Regions from separate parts of the Mus musculus genome. Here region 1 is linked to region 2. The links are chromatin contacts, called in public HiChIP or PLAC-seq maps. All regions are on one chromosome and are shown on one strand. Each heading gives the region's core, a stretch centred on a gene start, on an enhancer-like site or on the middle of the called end of the contact. The rest is flanking DNA. Distances are from core to core; before and after follow the strand shown. Region 1 overlaps Col26a1 (collagen, type XXVI, alpha 1). Region 2 overlaps Cux1 (cut-like homeobox 1).

Region 1 (3,168 bases), core at 556-3,055, 290 kb before region 2:
TAGTGCTGGCCTCAGGCTGTATACCATGGTGATGGTGATGGTGATGATGGTGGTGGTGGATGTGGGGGTGAGATGTCCTTCAAGATGGGTCACTGTCCCCACTGTGTCCCCCCTAGATATTTTGATAAATTCACAAGTTTGCATCATGTGTCCTCTACCTTATTCCCTGAAACAGGGTCTCTCACTGACCCTGGAGCTAGGCTGGAGGCTAGCAACCCCTCACGATCCCTCTTTCTCTGCCACCCCGCTCCAACAGTGCTGCATTATAAGTGCAAGCAGCCATGCCTGGCTGTACGTGTCATTCCCAACTTAAATCAAAGCATGTGAACGAACAAGTTAGAGATAGCAACTAAAACTCAGACACTTTAGGTAAGTGCCTGGAGGTCCTGGGAATATGATCTAGTCCCCTCTTTCTCCTCTCCTGATGAACCCCAGGATTCACCTCTAGAGTTCACACATATGCCCCTGATCCCAGGCCCCAAATCTCCTGTGTTACATAGTCTCAAAACTCATTGATGCTCTTGATTGGAACTTTATCAGAGAAAGTGAAGTTCCAGGCATGGCCAGCAGGTGGCAGACACACCCCGCTAATGGTGACTCCTGCGTTTTCCTGCCTCCTTGAGTGAGATTTTCCAGCAAGAGGTTCTTTAGAGACTCTCTCACAGACCAGAGTCAAATGCAATTTTAAATGCTGTGCTCCATACACGGCCCTCAGCTGACTCAGAAGTAAGACAAAGTATGTCACCCAAGCTAGCCTTGAACTTTTGATTCTTCTGCCTCAGCCTCTTCAGTGCTGGGATAACTGGGCCTGCTCCGTGGTGGCACACTCAGGCCTCCAGAATATTTCAAGAGATAGTGATTCAAGAGGGAAGGCCTGGCCCTGCAGACCCTCAGGGAAGGTTGGGCTCAGCTGCCACAACTGCAGTTCTGGACCCTGAGCAAGAAGACAGCAGGAAGAAAGGATGTTGAGAAAACAAGCTACAGTTTGACTCTGTGGCTGGCAGTGGAAGACCATGCTTCTCAGCTGCTCAGTTTACCCAAAAGGGGAAAACAAACTCAGTCATTGGGATCACAGACAGGGAAAGGCAACTTCTCAACTCTCATGACCAGTATACCCGGGTGCTGGGGGCGTGGCTCAGTGGTAGAGCCCCTGCCTAGAATCCCCCAGGGAGGGGCTGGGGGCGTGGCTCTTGGTAGAACCCCTGCCTAGAATCCCCCAGTGAGGAGCTGGGGTGTGGCTCAGTGGTAGAGCCCCTGCCTAGAATCCCCCAGTGAGGGGCTGGGGGCGTGGCTCAGTGGTAGAGCCCCTGCCTAGAATCCCCCAGGGAGGGACTGGGGGCGTGGCTCAGTGGTAGAGCCCCTGCCTATCACTCATCTGAGCACACAACCCATGTGACCAGAACTGGAGCCTCTATGGCATCTGAGTCCACAGTGTTCTCCCATAATTCTCTCCTCAGGACCTCCAGGACAGATGGGACCACCTGGACCTGCAGGACCTCCAGGTTCCAAAGGTGAACAGGGCCAGACAGGAGAGAAGGGCCCAGTGGGACCTCCAGGTAAGGAGCCCTGTCCCCTGGAGTGGAGACAGGAGTTTGCTTTGTACCTGGGCATGGGTGGCATTTTGTGTACCTTAATCTTGCTTGTTACCCCAAATTTATTACTTCCTTCTCACCTTTCTCCTCTCCCCAATCTCAGAGGTGCTGCAGGACAAGAGTCTACTGGGACCCTTGGGGTGGGGATGGCGCTGCTAAGGCCCAGGGTTTGTTCCAAGCACCTGAAACCCCATGCAGGAATCCCATGATCCCCTGCGCGCTGCAGAGCTCCAATGCCTGCTCAGGGCTGGCTCACGCTCTGTCCTTGCTCCAGAGTTAAACTACTCCCGAGTCCCAAGACATCTGGCTGGAGCCTGTGCCGATCCCACTCCTAACTCTGTCATGTCCACCCTCTGCTGTCCCTGTGCCAGAAAGAGGAAGATGTCCCACTGACCTCCCAGGAGGACTGTGGGCCCGGAGACTTGTCACTGACTGGACAAATGTCCTTGGCCACTCCTCTTCAGGGCCATAGTTCCCTTGTCTGTAACATCGCAGCCGCTGGTCTCACCTAAAGCCTCTGCTCTTCATTGTAGGTCTCTTGGGACCACCGGGGCCACGCGGGCTCCCTGGAGAGATGGGGCGCCCTGGTCCACCAGGCCCTCCTGGCCCAGCAGGAAGTCCTGGCCTCTTGCCAAACACTCCCCAAGGCGTCCTGTATTCCCTGCAGACACCAACAGACAAGGAGAGTGAGTGCTGGGTCAGGTCGGGGGTGGGTGAGCCAAACTGTCTGTTGAGGGAAACTAGCTTTCGCTAAGGATCCCAGAGAAGCTAAGAGTCGCTAATATCAGGGATCATCCAGGACAGGAGGCCTGGTCGCTCCATGGAGACCGCCTCCAAGCCTGCTCTTGGCCCCAGGCTTAGCTCACCAGGTCTGATGGTTCCCGGCTCCGCCTGCAGCTGGCGAGGCTCCCCCACCAGGAGCACCCCTGAAACATTTTCTTCCCTGTGGTCTCTCACTGTAAGATACTAACAGGTGTTTACTGACACAAAAGTGGCAGAGACCTGCTTGTTCTCAGGGACCACAGTGTGACCTGTGTGAGTCGCAGACCACATAAAACACCTGCTTTGTGGGGGCGCAGAGCATGGGGTCAGAGACTCTGGGTCTCAGGGACCAGAGGGAGGCAGAGGAGAGCAGTTGAAGGAGGAGCAGGTCTGGCTAAGTGCTTAACCCTGATCTTAACCTCACCTTAACCCTAGCCCTGGGGTGATTTAAAAACCTTGGAGGAGCTGGGCTTGGGAGGCTGACACAGTAGACTCAGTGCTAGCTTTAAGTTAGTCTGGGATATCCAGCAAACTCAAGACCTGTCTCAGCTACACAAGGAAACCCTGTCTCAAGAGGGAAAAAAAAAAGCATATTAAAAAAAAAAAAAAGTAGGTCTGGGGCACATGGCTCAGTGGTAGAGGCCCTGCCTAGAGTCCCACAGTGAGAGCCTGGGGGCGTGGTTCAGTGGTAGAGGCCCTGCCGAGAATCCCCCAGGGAGGGGCTGGGGGCGTGGCTCAGTGGTAGAGGCCCTGCCTAGAGTCCCACAGTGAGAGCCTGGGGGCGTGGCTCAGTGGTAGAGCCCCTGCCGAGAAT
Region 2 (3,020 bases), core at 281-2,780:
ACAGGTTTAGCTTGAGGGCTGGAAGATGTCCAGAAAAGTATGACTCAGGGAGAAAAAGACTACTCCCAAAGCACGCAGGGTGGAGTGTCAGGGCCAGCACAGTAACATTCCCAGTGGGGAGACCGGCTGTCTGCAGAGCGGAGACACTAGGGCATAGATTTGCTTTCACAGAACAAGTGAAACGGAACAAAAGGGTTTTTTTTTTTTTTTTTTTTCTTTGACTTCTCATTCTCAGAGGCCCAGTTTCTGCAGGTGTGTGTTTTGCTGACACCTCGTCCTCCGTGTTATTTCAGACGAAGTTCACTTCAACAGTATCTCCACCCCACTCCCACCCCAACTAACTGGCTGCAGAAAGGAGACATTCTGTCGCCCCTGTCCCCTGCCAGCCTACTGACGTTAGGCAGAAAGTAAGCAGTACGTCTCCCTCCAGTGCACTTGTTTGAGGGTTTCCCCTCCTTGTTTTCCTTTCTTCTTGGCCAGCCAAAGCCTCTTGTAGAATGGAGCCATCATGGGACAGTACTACCTTCTCCTCAAGTCAAAAGCAGCTGATGTTCTGCCCACCACTGCTCCCAGTTGCATCCTCTCTTCCATTCTCTCGTTCCCGGCATAGAGGAAGCAGCTCAGCAAGAGCACAGCCTTGCTTTACTGGCTGCTGGTAGATCACTTTAGCTTTTCCATTCCTCATTCAGCTCAGCTGGGAGTCTGTTCCTCCCACAACTGGCCACGATGACTAATGAGGCCACATCCGTGGTCAGTGCGGCATCATATTCTGCATGGAGGTGCCTGATGGAGGCACTCTCCTCCTTATCTTGATAAGGCTCACACCAAGGAAAGAAGGTGAGCTATTCATGTCCAGCTAAGCCAGCAGTAGTTGTTTCTCTGTGCTCATTTGTCTGCCCAGCACTTCTATGGGCACTCACTGGGCTAGCCTTCATGTTCTCTGGTGAGTGAGTACTTTTCAGTGACAAGTGTCACAAGCAGGGCATACAATAAGGACTTATGCTCAGCACCACCCAGAGCAAGAGGAATAATTTTGCCAGGAGTAAGTCTATATTGTGTCCTTTCCTATGAGGTTTTGGTTATAAAAATGGCATTGGTCATTTTCTAAGTTCTGAATGTAATCTACTCTCTTAAGACAAGATTTCATATAGCCCCGAATAACCTTGAGCTCTCCATGTAGCTAAGGCTAACCTTGACCTCCTGACCCTCCTGCCTTTGCCTTGCAAGTGCTGAGGTTACTAAGGTTACCGGTGTGTACCAGTACACCAGCCCCCCTCCCTTTTTGAGACAGATGACACCGGCATGTAAATCTAACTGCTCAGAAGACTGGGGCAGCAGGCTTGAGAGTTTAAGGCCTGTCTGGGAAATTTAGTGAGAGCCCATTACAAATAAAAGTTAAAGAAAGAAAGCACAGTGGTAGACTTCTTGCCTAAAATCTGCCAGCGAAGGGCTAGAAGTATAGCTCAGGGGTAGAGCCCTTGCCTTGAAGGCAGGCACTCCACCAATGAGCTGCACCCCTAGCTCTTGCTTTTGTTCTTTAGGCCATCTGTCTTTAGGATTTACCATCCCAGTATGGAGTCTGCAGGCTTCCCAGAGGGCATATGGGGTATTTAGTTTACTACTGGAGAAGTCAGTGTGCCCTCTTGCCCACTGTTCTCCTTTAAAGGTTTCAGGGTCTCAAGGTATGTGATCATGATCCTCTTCCTGGAGCTGGTCCTGGGGGAGGAAGGGTTGGTCACAGTCTGCTGTTTCTGATCCTCAGAGCTAAGACCAGAAGAACAGAGCAAACCCAGTTTGCTGAACTCAGTTCCTGGTTTACTGCCGAGAAGGGAAACAGTTACTGATGTATTTCAGTTGCCTCTGACTTCCTGTTCTTTGGATTTTTGTCAGTTTTAGTTAGGAGTTTCTTCATGTTTATTTACAAAGACTTTGGGAAACTGTGTTGAAGAGGGAATCCCTCTCTGCCTGGATCTGTGCCAGACACTGGGGATAGGTTCTGAGCAAAAGTTGGATTCTTGGTAGGATGTGCAGGCAGCCTGACTTGCCCAAAGTGCTACTGCATCCTGAGGGTAGGAGAGGGAGAGAGTACACAGTTCTTAACCCAGGCTGGGACGATGGATTGGTTCTAGGCTGAGCCTTGCTCAAGGTTGTGAACATGCCTCACATGGATATAGTGCAAGAGTCCACAGGAAGCTTGATGTTTCCCAGTAGCTGTGGCTAAGAGGATGAAGCTTGGAAGTAAGTAACAATGCAGTTGTGGGCTTAGAAGGGGGCGTCACAGGACATGAGGAAGATGCCCATGACCAAGAACGAGCTTGGTGATGAAAAGAAGATGCAGACTGAGGTACCCCAGAAAGTCTTTGGGGCAGGTGTTCAGGATTCCAGCTGGGCAGCTGCCAGGGTTTGGAAGAGCACAGAGTGGGCTGACATCTAGAAGCAACAGCTGACACACAGATCAATACATTGGTGCCAGGTTTAAAATTTGACTCACTTTCCTTTAAAATAATCTCAGTACACCAGGCTCTATGCAAGCTTGACAGTATCCCTCTGTTCAGCCCTATGTGGATGCTGGGAACATCTCCAGTGGTTTTAGAAGAAAGTCTTGGGAGTGTGGAGACATGTTGCCTCATCAGGATATAAAAAAAGTGCTATCTTTAGAGCTCCAGGTACATGATCAAACCTCTCAGACTAGCCAGAAGCAAGACCCTCCCCTACTCTGTTCCCCTTCTTCCTTCCTTCTTCTCTCTTTCCTTTCCATTTTTGAGACAAAGTCTTATGTTCTCTGCTGGCCTTGAACCTGCTATGTAGTCGAAGATGACCCTGAACTTGGAATTCTCCTGCCTTAATCAAGGGGTATGTGTGTGTGGTGCTAGAGATGGAACCCAAGGCTTTGTGTATGCCAGTGAAGCACTCTTAATAAGAGTGCTTATAGCCCCTGATCCCTTTTGGTATTTGGAACAGGGTCTTCATATTCTGTTGCCTTAGTTGGCCTTAAATGTGTGGTGACCCTCTTGCTTCAG

Evidence for each region. HiChIP or PLAC-seq counts read pairs in DNA pulled down with a chosen protein or histone mark.
Region 1: a contact with region 2 is called in a CTCF HiChIP or PLAC-seq map of large pre-B cells, with 3 times the contacts expected there. The contact joins two enhancer-like sites. A contact is called at or near these places in 1 of 15 datasets of contacts at CTCF or cohesin (large pre-B cells), 2 of 484 Hi-C or Micro-C datasets (embryonic stem cells and myocytes) and 1 of 9 other capture datasets (embryonic stem cells).

Annotation. Positions count from the first base shown.
Region 1 is chr5:136,753,303-136,756,470 of GRCm38.p6, reverse strand. It overlaps Col26a1 (collagen, type XXVI, alpha 1), which reads left to right. Exons shown (of 13, transcript NM_001346699.1): 6 at 1,458-1,556; 7 at 2,126-2,278. Among named protein-coding and RNA genes, the nearest start is that of Myl10, 61 kb to the right of the region's middle. Within about 2 kb of position 1,805, at least 22 of the 459 cell types and tissues checked have an H3K27ac peak or open chromatin away from gene starts, as enhancers often do.
Region 2 is chr5:136,463,266-136,466,285 of GRCm38.p6, reverse strand. The region is part of intron 2 of Cux1 (cut-like homeobox 1); the gene reads left to right. Among named protein-coding and RNA genes, the nearest start is that of Gm16599, 72 kb to the right of the region's middle. Within about 2 kb of position 1,530, at least 99 of the 459 cell types and tissues checked have an H3K27ac peak or open chromatin away from gene starts, as enhancers often do.